2 separate regions of the Triticum aestivum genome follow, and region 2 is linked to region 1. A link is a contact called in public Hi-C data. All regions are on one chromosome and are shown on one strand. Each heading gives the region's core, a stretch centred on a gene start, on an enhancer-like site or on the middle of the called end of the contact. The rest is flanking DNA. Distances are from core to core; before and after follow the strand shown. Region 1 has its middle 75 kb from the start of LOC123045094. Region 2 holds the start of LOC123180195.

Region 1 (7,582 bases), core at 3,258-5,757:
CCCACTTGCGCTTGGCGAAGCCTTGCCGGGATCCCGCTACTTCCACCACCACGTCGTCGTGCTGCTGGATCTCCATCAACCTCTCCTTCCCTTGCTGGATCAAGAAGGAGGAGACGTCTCTCCCAACCGTAAGTGTGTTGAACGCGGAGGTGCCGTCCGTTCGGCGCTACGATCATCGGTGATTTAGATCACGACGAGTACGACTCCATCAACCCCGTTCTCTTGAACGCTTCCGCTCGCGATCTACAAGGGTATGTAGATGCACTCCCCTCTCCCTCGTTGCTAGATGACTCCATAGATTGATCTTGGTGATGCGTAGAAAATTTTAAATTTCTGCTACGTTCCCCAACACCTTTCTGTATGTGGGGGGGGGGTATAAGTCGAGAAGAGAAATATGGCAGGAAAGAAAATGGCGGGAAGAGAAGTGGTGGCGGGAAAGAAGTTGACGGGAACATAAGGGTTGGCAGGAAAGACGATGGCGGGAACAAAAGGGTTGGCGGGAAAGAAGATTGCGGGAAAGGCAGGTTTGGCGGGAAAGAAGATGGCGAGAAAGGCAGGTTTTGGCGGGAAAGGGTTCCTGGGAACCCGGTTATGAAAAAAGTGTTGTGGACAATTAGGCTAGGCTCAAGCGAGGGTGCTGAGACAATTATGGGACAAAATACAGTTCCATTAGCTCACAATTTTGCTTGCATGCAGCTGTCGTGTTAGGGTAAGCCAACCGGAACTAATTAGCCACGGGTAAGATGATTAATTCCAATCATCTTCAGGGAAGACGACTGAAACTAATCCTCTTCAGGGAAGACGACTGGAACTAATCATCTTCAGAGAGGACGACTTGTTGTGAGACGACTGGACACTAATCATCTACAGGTAAGACGATTAGGTCCAGTCGTTTTGCCGCAAGCAAACGCCGTATTATTTGTGAAAAATATCTAAACCATGTATTATTTCTATAAATTAATAAAAAATGTATTGTTAAAAAAATAGCTAAGAAGCAAACGTGCATCTTGCCGTGCCGTTTTCTTTGTAGCGTCTTCCTTTGTTCCTTGTTATTTTGTTGAGTTTTCATGGACCGAATGATGCCGTATTACCACACAAGAGGTTAGCGTACTTTGTTGATGTTACAGTGACATGTTTGTCTCACATGCTAATGGCCCTGTCTGGAAGATTGAACAAGGCGGTCTGCAAAAGGCCAAACACCCGTTGACACATCGTACTCAAGCTCGATTCAACCAGGGGGCTCCCTTTTCTAGAGTAGTTGTAGAGATGCTAGGATGTGATAGATAATCACATTTTTTTCCATAAGTAAAAGAGCATCTACAGCCGAACAACTCAAACCATCCCGCATATGCCCGCAGATGCGCCCGATCAGTGACCGGACAAGAGAGAGAAGAAAAAACGTGACCCAACCGGACTCCTCGTATCATCCCTGTATGCCCAGGCTGTCCGCGAACCTTCATATCCATTTCAAAAATATGGGAAGGATATGAGGACTTGCGGACGCGCCCGGACATTCCGCCACATAGGACGCGACCCCACCTGGACCACCTTTTCTCTTTCTTTATTCATTCTTTTATTTCTCCCTCTTCATCTCCGCCAATCACGTGCAAGTGACCGGACATATGAGAAGAAAAATAAGGAGTGTGGCTGCACGGACAAATAAATAGGGGTTCAAAACGGACACGCCCGGTCACTAACCAGGCACGTCCGCGAGCGTTTGATGGATGAAATTTGCTCGTCGTGGCTGAAGATGCTGTAAGCCCTAGCTTGGCCAAGTATGGTCCCGGTCTAATCCGAGAGAAGTCGTCGACACAAATTCAGGAAAGTATAGTGGTCGCAACTGTAGAAGTGGTTGACAATGTCATCATGTCGACCCTTGTGCCAGTGGCCGGTGAGAGAGGAAGGAGATACACTCAGGTTCGAAGATGGCTGCACTACGCATGGAGGTGGAAGGGGCAACAAGGTAAGGAGGCGGAAGCGATGGCAGTGTTCCGGTAAAGATGAGGATACAAGGTGAATGTCGCCACCCAGGGGGGAGGGGGGGTGGTGTTCCCAATTGGTTATTGCCAAATATGATACCAAACTCGAATAAGTTTATCATTGGTCAAAGACTACCTTCGGAAACATATTAAGCCCTGTATATGTGGATGGAGGAAGTAGGCCACTAGAGATGGATACAGGGACTTTCACATGGGTTTTGTCATTATAGAGGGCCAATTATAGTTTGATTGTTTCCATTAGAGCTAGTGCAGGTTAGCCATCTAATTTTGTCAACCTCTTTTTATATTTTTTTTCTTAAGAAGGTCCAACTTATCCCAACAAGTTTGTCTTGGGTTTGAATAATTTGAAGTTGCCACTAGGAAGGAAGAGAGTGCCTAGGAAGGTGTGGAGTTATTTGTGCAGAATTTTCACCCTTGATGCATGGATATAGTAAAATAAAGTGCTCAGGCAAAAAAAAATGAAGTGCTCACGCAAAAATAATATCAGAGCAGATTGGCAATTTAAAAGTCCAAGAAAAGGGCTTGAACTAATGTGGAGTTACTTTTGCTTTAGATCCTTTTCCAAAAAAAACCTTTTGCTTTAGATCAGGAGATACTCAATTTACATCTATTGCCAATTTGTAAATTCCAAGACTTTTGGTTCTGTTATGATCAATGGCAGAGATAATGCCTTCACCTTACGACAATAATAGATAACAAACGACCGAGGATCCTAAAGTCCTATGAAATTCTTACTTAACACCTCAATTCAAGGAATTAATATAAAATATAACATCACAATCCATCCTAGTGGAAGCTTCTAATTGAATATGTTTATTTTTTCGTTTGCAAAATGGTTCATAATTTTTTTGGACGGCAGTCACTTTTTCTGCGAAAACATGAGGGCAAAAGGGGCCACGGCATGGCTGAGCTGTGCATGAGCGGAAGCAAGCCCGAAATTTGACGGGTGTGGGTCAAGCAGGGGGTTTGCGGGGGTCCTTGGGGCTTTTCATATGGGAAGAGTGGGTACAGGTATGGGTGTGGGCGATGACCAAGACAATGATATGACCAGTGTAATACCCGGTGTATCTTCAAATGTCGTCGCCACTCAAGTCAAACCAACTAAAGAGATGACAAGCAAAGCGGAACTTGGGCGAACAAATTTGGTGCATGCTACTGAAAAACATCGAGGCATTGATGGGCGAATGCGTTTTTTATGTGGCCCTGGAATTAGTATTGTGTCGAGTTCAAGGTCAACCTATATTGTTCCAGCCAAACGACCGAAACAAAAGTCGCAAATGCCATATGTATGGCAAGCGGAGGGAAGTGTGGGGCAGCCTTGATGTTTTTTGATGTATCATGCAAAGAACAGAGACGAAGAAGTCACAGACCCATGCATGGATTGACTCTCGAACAAGAAAACCAAGGGCAGGAGCCGAAACTACAGAAGATCATTCCCATGTTCAGAACTCCCCCTCAATGGATAAAGGCATGTTCGTTTCAATCCCATGGAATAAGGAACGCACGTTACGTGCTAGATAAATACATGCATGCTAATTAGCAAGAATATTATATTAGGAAGTTTCTTAAATAGTAGTTCCGGTTGTGATCGGTTAGGATTTTTGTTTCTTATTCTAGTCCAATTCTTGCACGACTTGTTTAGGTGTTAATTCTTTTTTCCCCTTTAGGGGAGCAGTCACGTGGAGATGGCTATTTATCACGGGCCACGGCCATTGTAACAGGGGAGATTAGTTTTGAGTTTTATTCGTGAGTTATGAACAAGGTTCAGAAAACGTCCAGTTTTTGGGCGATCCAATCTTGAGTATTTTCTGTGATTTTCTCATCGAGGAAATTACTAGCGACGGAGGGTTGATCATTACATCGACGCCTACATGTTGATCCGAGGGGGTCATTATCTTTGTTCACGTACTGTTCGTGCACGGGTAGAGATTGTTATTGAAGGTTGCGAGGAGGAATACGGGGAAAGGACTACTGATCTTGCATCGCCGTGAAAGGTCGGGTCTTCTACACGCGTGAATTAGCGTCTCGCTAGTCTGTGCCTCATCAGACAATGATGGGAGTAGGGCAACCAGTGAGACGGCGTGTGGCAATACTAGTCAGATGCGGGGGGAGTAGGTTGTAGGGAAGAAATGGGAAGAAGCTGAACAATATAAACAGTCGGAGGAAGGAGATATGGCAACTCATTCAGGATCCAACGACCCAATTAAAAAATACAGATGCCAATTTTTTTAGAGGTACTTGATGGATAGATAGTCCAACCGGACGACCCGACCCGAGGCTGGTAAAAAATCTGGGCCGGGCCAAGTTGGGCTTGACATTTGGGTTGAGACCAGGCCTCAATTTCAAGCAGATAATATAGTTTGGGCTGGGTGTGCACGCGGATGCATGGAAAGTGTCATTCAGGTCGGGTTTTCAGGCTTCGGGAGTATGCTTGGGCTGAGCTTGGACTTGGACTTGAAAAGTATCCGGCTTTGGGCCAAGCCCGACCTTCGGGAGGGGCATGCCCAAGATGCAGGGAAAGTCTCATTCAGGCCAGGTTTTTGGGCCGGGCTCGGACTTGAAAAGTATCAGGCTTCGGACTGGGCTCAGACTTAGAGTTTGAAGGTTTTTTTTTGCAAGCCCGACGCGGCTTTAGGCAGCCTGCTCCAAAATCCTATCAACTCCCACCAACCCACTCAGTCCTAATGCTAGCGTAGCAGAGGCCTTGCCTTCATCTCCAGCCGGCATTGCTTTTTCGCAAGGAACTTACTCCCTTTGAGAATAATTGTTGGAAATCATTGTGCACTAAGGGTGCCAACATTATCCTATTTGTAGGGTCAGTCAAGGTGACGTGGCACCTTTCCTCCTCGGGCCAATTCTTGGTTAAAACCATGCACTCTAAATTAAGAGTCAATTTACACCACCGTCGCTAAAACTTGGAGCGAAAAGTTAGTTTGCTGCTAAAACTTGCGACATACATTAAACTAATGCCACAACTTAATTTTGGTGTGCATATACGATGCAAATCACGTTTGTATACGAACACGGTCTTGAGTAGGCGTGCCAACATGGTGTGGGGCCCACCGTCAGCCACCAAGCGAGGGAGGTAGGGACGCGTGGTCCTTGGGGCTCTTCATATGGGAAGAGGGGGTACAGGGATGGGTGGGCATGTCGACCAAGACGGTGATGGGAGGATGGCAGCCAATGAGGCTTTTGAGGAAGGAGATATGTCAGCTCATTTAGGATGCAACGATTTAAAAAATTACAGATGTCAACTTTTTCTCCAGGTGCTTGATAGACAGACAATCTAGCTCGACAACCCGGCCCGAGCCCGGTAAAAAACCTGGGCTGGGCTGAGTTGGGCTTGACATTTGGGACGAGATCAGGCCTCATTTTCAAGCACGTAATATAGTTTTGGCCGGGCGTGCACGCGAAGGCATGGAAAGTGTCAGTCAGGTTGGGTTTTTCGGGCTTCGGGAGTATGTTTGGGCTAGGCTTGAAAAAGTATCCAACTTTGGGCCGGGCTTGGCCTTCGGGAGGGGCATGCCCGGGAGGCATGAAAAGTGTCATTCAGGCCGGGGGTTGGTTTTCGTGCCTGTGTTTGGGCTGGGCTCGGACTTGGAAAGTATCAGGCTTCGGGCTGGGCTCGGGCTTAGAGTTTGAAGGTGGGTTTTTTGCGAGCCCGGCCCGGCCCGGCCTTAGGCAGCCCGCTCCAAAATCTTACCAACTCCCACCAATCCACCGCCGACACACTCTCCGGCAGCGGCCATGGCGCCGCCCCTCGCCTCCGGTAAGCGACCTCCTCCCCCAAACCCATGCCCGGCCCCTGATAAACTGCGGATGAACCCCAGCGCTAACACCCGACCCCTCTTCTCCCCCTGCAGGTCCCGGTGCACTGCAGCGGCGGCGTCTCCAGGCGGCGGCCGAAGGCAACCTCCAGCTCTTCAAGAGTATGTGCTCGCATCCCGCTCCGCCCGCGGATTTTGGTTTCTGGGTGCTCGATCGAGCGCCGATTTTGGGAGATTTTTTCCAGTTTTGATGGGTGCGGCGAGCGCGCTGGACGGCGGGAAGGGGCGCCTCAGGGATGCGGCGGAGGCCGTGAAGCTCCGCGGCGCCGGGGCGCTGCACTTGGCCACGCGCCGCGGGAGGATGCCGGTGCGCGTGTACCTGGTCGAGGAGCTCCACCGACGAGACAGGTGGGCACTTGGTCTCCCTCCCTCCTCTTACGAAAGCAAGACCCTTGTTTTCTTCCCCCCTAGACTAGAGTAGATGACTCGTTTATCTCCTCTTGATAGACGTGATGGATTGGCTGTTTGGTTGTCTGCCTCCTTGACGCCAAGCAATGGGAGGGACTGATCACTTACCATGAGGATGGCTATCAGTTTGGGTTGAATTTCATGCGGTCTGCACGATGCGTAATCAATCATGTGTAACCATGCTTCCGTTTCTGTCGTTTCCGTGTTTCATATTTCTAGTTTTGGCAGTCTACAAACTACTATCATAGAAAATGGTTTGTAGATTACCTTAACTGGAGGGAAATTTTAGGTAAAGTCAGCTTGTATATGCCCCTTTTACCTGGCATTTGCCTTGAAGTGGGACGGGAATTGAACTAATTTATGCCAAAAATGGGACTGGATTTAGCTTGTTTTGTTGAGAAATCTAAGGCTTATAACTCGTCAATTGGCCCTGTTTTTGAAACATACATCTAACTCCTTTGTTTGCATTAATCTCATGAAGTTCATTTATTCCAGACGCAGCTTATACTGTTTTGACAGAGTTGTTTCAGTAGAAAGAGTATCGATGCTAGCTTCCATCCCCTTTTACAGTTTTACCCCTGAAAATTCTATCAACTTGTTTTTTTCTCCATGCACCAGTTTGCTTTCTAGGAAAAATGATTCTAGCTTCACTTTTTTTTTCTGCACTTGTACCCCCACAAAATAGCTGGCTTTAGTTTGGACAGGAACTTTTTTATTTTGATGAATCAACAATGAACTCCAAACTCCTCCATTATTTTTTGTTTAATGCTGTTTATGAATACACTCTGGCTTTTAAACGACCTGTAGTATCTGATCTTTGTATTGTGTAACAAAGTATCTTGGCATCACGGCACTTGCATAATATGTACATATTGAACTGGAGTCATATGACACTTGTTTGATTATGTACACATGACTTGGGCGCTTATAGCCTAACCTTTTTTAATCTTTTGGTGATTCATTCTATTGTGGATCATTAAAAATGAAAAGTGTCAGTGCCTTGCGCCAAGATATTTTCATGTATGATTACTTTTAAAGGGAACCTAAAATTTCTGTCCTCCTAGTTCTGACTTCTGAATGTGCTGTTGTATGTAAAAAGTTTGTATGTGTATTCTGGAAACAGATGCATGTTCATATCGCAAAACCTTTACATGTTCATATTCTGTCCTCCTAGTTCTTATTCCGTTTCTTCTCTTTGATGTTCCTGATAGGCTATACACCTCTGGCTCATGCCATTATTGCTGGCACTGTGGACACTTTCCAGTATCTTCTTGATCACGGTGCTAATCCAGATAAGCCCGATGAAAAAGGGTCTACGCCTCTCCATTTGTCTGCTTCAGGAGGTCT
Region 2 (7,255 bases), core at 4,630-7,129, 160 kb before region 1:
ACATCAACACACAGCACAGCCATCAGTCCAGCTACGCAACACCTAACCCGACTACTCGCTGCCTGCCCACCCTACTAGAAGCTGAAACGTGCTGTCTACTTCACCTTTCAACAGGCTCGCCTGCTGCCAAGCTCTACCCTCCACGACGACATGCCTAACGACCACCTCTAGTGATGGAGAGGCGCCGTCGAAGACAATCGCATTCCTGTGTTTCCAAAGCTCCTAAAGCCCGAGGGTAAGAAGCGCCCTCAACTCCTTCGGCTTATGCACACCTGACGTTCTTGCAACACAACACTCCTTGAGGGTGTCTTGTGCAGTTGGTACCCACTGCGGTTTCCCAAGGGCTGAGCACAGGGTTCTCCAGACAGTCCTAGCGAACACACACGTCAGAAGAATGTGGTCGATGGTTTCCTCCTCTTTCTCACAAAATGGGCATGCATCCTGGTGCGGGAGGCCGCGTCTGGCTAGTCGATCTGAAGTCCAACATCTGTTCCTCATGGCCAGACAGGTGAAGAAGCGGCACTTGAGAGGTGCCCTAGATCTCCAACAAAAGTCCGCCATAGGCGTCACCTCCCTGCCAGCATGGGTGACTGGCCGGGAAGTTAGACGATTTGAAATGATGAGGGGTGATTAGAGATTAGAGATTAAATTGAGTAGTGATGAGGAGTGATTAGAGGTTAAATACAAATAATTCAGAAAATTGAAAATTGAGAAAAAAATTATTTTTTTTCTAAAAAAATCCTTTAGTCCCGGTTGGTGTTGTTGAGCTCCAGACAGCGGCCATGTGAAGGGCCTTTAGTCCCGATTCGTAACACAACCGAGACTAAAGGGGGGCTTTTAGTCCCGGTTCCAGAACCGGGACTAAAGGGGGGCTTTTAGTCCCGGTTCCAGAACCGAGACTAAAGGCCCGTTTTCTACTAGTGTTATATAATATATCACTTGACTGAGATCTAGCCACACTTTTTTTTTAAATATGATTGGACAAAAGAATATATTGTACAAATTTATGTTTGTTCAAACTTGGACTACTTCCGTGTGCTCTGCAGGACAGCCGGCGGGAGACGTACCTGTCGACACACCACATCTCCGTGCTTGTCGGTCAGACCTCACCACGGGGCACGCGCGCCTGCCATGCAGCACGCGCGGACACATTCACAAGAGCCCAGCACGTAGCACACGCACACACCAAGGCAACGCATCACACAGGACGTAGCGCACGGGGCGTCAGAGCGCAGGACCAAGAGAGAGCGAGGAGAGGCTGTCCTCATGTGCTCGTCATCCTGCCATTGACGGGGAGGCCGCGCCACGAATCGGACCGTGGAGGTGAGACCTCGCCGCCCTCCTGCGGTGGCGCCGAGCGCAGGGACGCGGCCATGCGAGCTCTCGGTCACGAGTCACGACCATATGCATGCGAGTTTGATGCGTCCGAGCGAGCGCAGGGACCATGGCAGCAACCAGCCCTCGGCAGCGCAGACCATTGGCATGTAGTACATGAGAGACGATGCAGAGGCGGGCGCCGTCGCCGAGCAACGTGGTCGACCGGGAGGGAGGCGACGGCGCGAACACATCGATCCCTCGACTGCATGGACCAGAGCACACACATTTTTTTTAGAAAAAGAGGATGACCCGGCCTCTGCATCTGAACGATGCATACGGCCACTTTATTAATTATTTCACAAGACCTTACAAAATGATACAACAGTAAGACTAAAGCCACCATCTAAACAACAGACTGTCGCTACACCTATCCAGCTGATGAAGGGGCGCAGATAGCCTGGGCCTAATACCAAACAGATATCGCAGCCAAGCCTAACATCTAAGACCTGAGACCCCAACCTAGCCATTTGCCGGGTCTGGGGCACACACTGGTCCGGCGTGCTCTCAGAGGCCGCCGCCGCCAACTGCCACCGCTCCATCTTCAGAACTGTACTGATGCATCAACCTTGCTCGGTCTAGCTATCGTCGACGCCACCACGGCGCCCAACGGCACCTCCTCCCTGCGCGCAAACAGCTGAGCACGTCGCGGTCGCCACTGATACACCTCAGCGCCATGCTGCCAAGTACCACCAGCCGACACAGCTTGAAGTCCTTGAAGATCTGTCGTGCGTAGCACCTGCCGACCAGGCATGACAAAGCGTAGCACCTGTCGGTCAGGCATGACTTGACATCTCCACCGGAAGCTCCATGCAAGACGAAGCCGCTCCACCTCCTGCCTCTGATTTCCAGCGCTGCTCCACAAACGATGCTCCCAAGAGAGAAACGACACCGCAGTGCCGCCATCGTCCGAACTGGAAAACCAGATCATAGGGTTTCCCCAGGAGCAGCACGAGTGGGGCGACAGTAGTTACAGAACGATGCCTTCATCAAGGTAACGGCGCAGAACGCCGCCATCGTCCGCCATCGGCTCGGTTTTCACCGGCAACTATGCCTCCCCGACTCGTAGCTGGGACTAGATTACAGATCTCGAGATCCGATCATCCAGTCTCAGGTCGACCACCTCCGACGTAGGAGATGACCACCACCGCCATAATCCTCGTGATGCGATGCAGACCCGGAGTGCTTCAGCGAGCCGTCGCCGAATCCGATGAGATGCAGCAGTTTGAGGACGTAACGGCAGCCCGGGACGCGCCCCGGCCGCCGCTGCCGCCATCTCGTACTACTCCCGCTGGCTGCAGCCAAACCCCCCGTCGCGCCCCGGCCGCCGCTGCCATCCTCGTCGGGAGGGAGATCCAAATCAGGCCGCCGCCGCCTCAGATCTCAGGACGCCAGAGGAGGTCCGCCGCCGCCGCGCCACGGGGCCTTCGCCCAACGACGTTGCCGGCAACGGCGGAGGGAGGGGGTGCACGGGAAGTCGAGGGAAGATCGGGATGTGGCCGCCCGGCGGCGGCCGCACGGGGTCGGGAGGAGGGCGGATGTGTAGTACCAGAGCAGACACATGGGGCGCAGATGAAGCAAACGCAGGCGCCGTCGCCCCACGCCGTGGTTGACCAGGAGGGAGTGGATGGCCCGGACGTGGCCGCCCGCTAGCCACGGACGGGGCCCTAGACACCATGATGACATGGCTTACCACCGTTGCCCCAGAACGGAACGGACGACAAAGGGTCCACATGCGGGAGGCCCTGCTCCGTCGACGAAGCCCGCTCCGGACAGAACTACCGCGAACCCTCAATCCAAGAGCCACTACAGGGTAAAGACTAGGACACAGCAGCAGCACGCGCACGCGACACAACACGGACGACAGAGCCCACGGCATATATAGACAACAAAGAAGAAGCAGCCGCCGAGTGCTCTCCATCCCGCAGTTGATGCCGAGGCGGAGGGGCAAGAAGCAAGGCGCCTCCGCACGTCGGCTTTGTAGGCAGCACCTCTCCACGACGACGTCGCGGGCGGCTCCGATGGCGCTGGTCGGCAAAGCAACGTCGGCGTCAAGCTAGTGGCGGCGGGGCGCCGTCGGCATGGAAGGTCGCGAGCCCGACGCGTCAGCCGACAGGACGTGCTCGAGGTCAAGATCGCCGGCGCATGGGACCATGACGATGGCAAGGGCATCGTCGAAAACGGCGGTGGAAAGGTATGCCGCCTCAGCCTGCGAGAAGGAGACGTGGTCATTTGTGAGCAGAGACGGGGGCTCCGTCGACTGCTGACTTCCTGGGTCACGAACCGGTGGGGAGGTGGAGATGGATGTAGCTGCTGCGGAGGCATCGATGGGAAGAAGAGAATTTGTTGTTGCGACGGGCCGGGGTGTATACAAGGGAGTATATACTCCACTATGCATGAATCGATCCTTGTCCGCATCTAGGTCTCAATCTTTGAGTCACGTATTGGTGTATCACATGCCAATGCCATGCACAAAGCAGACGCGTGGCCGGCCGACCGGCGGAGCTCAACTCGCGTACGTGCAACCCGACCCGATAAAAGCTAGCAGAAGCTGACGTTAGATAAAGCATGCATGTCATGGAATACAACAAAAAGTGATTAGGAAAAAGAGCACCGCGTGCGTACGTGCGCTCTCCGAAATAAGAAAAGGACATGATGATGTCATTGGAAGTTATGCATGCGTGGCCCTGGAATAATATCCAGTGTGCAACCGGCTTGAAAAAAAAGTGAATGCCTTGTGTTTATAGGAGTATAATAAACCAGTCATGACAAGGCAAAGGAAGAAAATGGCAAAAGGCGAAATCTAAACAGGAAAAAAAAAGGAAAACAAGAAAGCAGTCGCGCCTTACCGGGCCGGCCCATCAGCATACAACAACAACAATCGTGATAAACTCTCTACTGGAATTCCCTATTCGCCGCTTACTGCGGCAAGTAGTCGCCGCTTCGCACAGGGCGCAGCTCACCCTGGGCCGGCCCATTTGAGTGGTTTCGCCTCGCGAGATGAACCGCAAAAAAACAATGGCGCTAGGGATCGAACCTACAACCTCCAGTAGCGATACACACTCGCTAGCCACCGCGACCAGCTCGTGGATCTGTAAGAGAGCAATGCTAAACTTAAAGAAACTAAGAGCGACGAAAAACCCATATGTTCCTTGTACTGTTTTTTCTTCAGTCTTATTCTGTTCTTTCTTGTTTTCTTGTTTTCTTTGTTTTTTTTCAATATTTTTACTTTTTCTTTGTAAGCTTTTCGAAAAGTTCAAATATGGTTCAGAATTTTCGAAAATGTTCTTTTTGTCAAAAATTGTTCATATTTCTGAAATAGTGTTCACATTACAAAATTTTGTTCAGAATTTCGAAATTTTTCATGCTTTCTTTGTTTGTTTGTTCTGATTTTCAAAATTTTGTTCACATTTGAAATCTTTTTAAAATTAATTCAAAAAATGTTCGAGTTTCAAATCTTGTTCGCATTTTCAAAAAATGTTCACAATTCGAAATAATGTTCGCATTGCCAAATTTTGTTCAGAGTTACAAAAAATGTTCCCTTTCTCAGAAATTGTTCACAGATCCAAAAATATGTTCGCTTTTTTCAAATTTTGTTCCAAGCTTCAAAAAAATGTTCGAGTTTCAAATCTTGTTCGCATTTTCAAAAAATGTTCACAATTCGAAATAATGTTCGCATTGCCAAATTTTGTTCAGAGTTACAAAAAATGTTCCCTTTCTCAAAAATTGTTCACAGATCCAAAAATATGTTCGCTTTTTTCAAATTTTGTTCCAAGCTTCAAAAAAATGTTCGAGTTTCAAATCTTGTTCGCATTTTCAAAAAATGTTAACAATTCAAAATAATGTTCGCATTGCCAAATTTTGTTCAGAGTTACAAAAAATGTTCCCTTTCTCAAAAATTGTTCACAGATCCAAAAATATGTTCGCTTTCTTCAAATTTTGTTCCAAGTTCCAAAAAATGTTCGCTTTTTCTATTTTTCGTTTAAAATTTTATGAAATGTTCTTGTTTTGCAATAATTTGTTCAACATTAAAAAAAACTTTGCTGCTTTTCAAAAAAAAATCAAAGGTCAAAAAATGTTCAACATTTAAAAAAAATTATTCGCTATTTTTGGAATTGTCTGCGTTCAAAAAAAGATACAGGTTTTGAAAACGAACTGCGTTTTTCCTGCAAAAAAAGAATGAACTGCGTTCGAACTTCTATAAAAGTTTAGATCTGTCGTGGATTATGTTCTTATAGTATTTGCTGCTTAGTGTTGGCAAAGAACGTTTAGTGGTGCAATGGCTACCGCACGCGGGTATTAAACGGGAGGTCTCGAGTTCAATTCTCCAGTCGCCCTCACATTTTTGCGTTGTATTTTACGTCAGTAGCTGCTCCTTCGTGGGCCGGCCCAAACGAAGCACCGCCTGTGCGAAGCCCCTCCAGTCTGCCGCAGAATGCGGCAGATAGGAGGTCCCCTCTCTACTACCTCCTCCCCCACGAAAGATGAGGAGTTTGGGCCGGGCCTGGCGGATTGTGATGATAATATAATAAATACGGCGCCGGCCGTGGCCTCCTTCATCCTCCTGAGGGCCAAGAACCAACCCTAGCCGCACCAACGACCAACAAGCCAAGATCCATAGTCGCCGTTGACCGAAGATGGCGATGGCGGCTCTCCGATGCGCCGCCGGAAGGAGGCTCGCCGGTGGCGGCCGCCTTCTACCGCCGGCGCTCAGCCGGCTTCGCCCCGCCGCTCCCGGCTTGGGCCGCCCGAATCTCACGCTCACGCAGGTGCTAGTCCGATCTCGAAATCCCTAGTTATCCAGTCTTCTTTTCTTTTCTTATTAATCTTAATGATGATGAAAATAATTAGATACATGATGTGTGCCAAACTAACTAGGCCTTGTCATCGCACGGGAAAGAAGAAGCCGGGAGGGAGGTCCTGGAGCAGATCCAGGAGAAGAAGGAGAGGCTCTACGACCTCATCCTGCGCCACGGCTATAAGCGCAACGACGGCTCCATGTGTTACTCAAACGTTCAGCTCATGCACCATCTCTCGGCGCACATCAAACCTAGGCCCCAAAGCATCGCCTGGTACAGTACATATTTTCTTTGCCCTTTTTTCTTTCTTTCTTTATTAGTTATTCATGCCATCTGTTGTTTTTCATCTTTTATTTATATGACTACTATGAATAAATGTTTGTTGCATCTCACCTGGACGATATATAGGCGTTACCTTCGGAAAGTTCATAGCCTCTATATTCTCTGGATGTGCTTAAGCCCTGGCATAAGCGCCTACGCAATCTGGAACATATATAAAGCGGGGGGAAACAACTTGGGTGCTGTTCAACAGGGAGGACAAGAATTGAGTAACAAGAATTGCATCGGTTAGGGGGAAGAAGTGGTTGTCTGCTGAAGCTTGTCACTCAAGACTGTCAATGGACTAATGGAGAATCGGTTGATAGTGATGTCTTTGAGAATTGCCGGTCGCCTCAGGTTGCCAAAGTCTTGTGGAGAATTGGTCACTCGCCTCCCTTTCTGTTTCCTTGACTATCCTCTGACGTTGTGTAATGATGCTTAACTGATATCTATATATATTTTGTGAGATTTGCATGTCCATATGGTTGTGGTGGTCTCTGCATTATTATTTTTATTATTTACCACTCTACATTGATAAATATTTATATATGATATACATTATATCAGTAGTATGTAAATAAAATATATTTTTTTAGAAAAACAAACAAACTTCTTATTTTCACTTGCATTGAGCCAACTTAAGGTCTCAATGTACATTTGAGCTGATGTCATTACTTTAACCCTGTCAAAGTAATCCGTACAAATAAAAATTTACCACTCTACAATTTGTGTGTAAAAGACCACTTTGGTTGGAGAAGCTACTT

Evidence for each region. A called contact is a pair of places that touch in the nucleus more often than the background predicts.
Region 2: a contact with region 1 is called in a Hi-C map of leaf, with 5 times the contacts expected there. The contact joins the promoter of LOC123180195 here to the enhancer-like site in region 1. A contact is called at or near these places in 2 of 5 Hi-C or Micro-C datasets (both in leaf).

Annotation. Positions count from the first base shown.
Region 1 is chr1A:542,481,031-542,488,612 of IWGSC CS RefSeq v2.1, reverse strand. It overlaps the pseudogene LOC123064928. Among protein-coding and RNA genes, the nearest start is that of LOC123045094, 75 kb to the right of the region's middle. Within about 2 kb of position 4,507, at least 1 of the 8 cell types and tissues checked has an H3K27ac peak or open chromatin away from gene starts, as enhancers often do. A contact at or near this core is called in leaf, where this site is marked.
Region 2 is chr1A:542,638,914-542,646,168 of IWGSC CS RefSeq v2.1, reverse strand. It overlaps LOC123180195, which reads left to right and starts at 5,879. Exons shown (of 3, transcript XM_044592168.1): 1 at 5,879-6,143; 2 at 6,253-6,446; 3 at 6,582-6,971. The coding sequence starts at 6,012. The coding sequence ends at 6,744.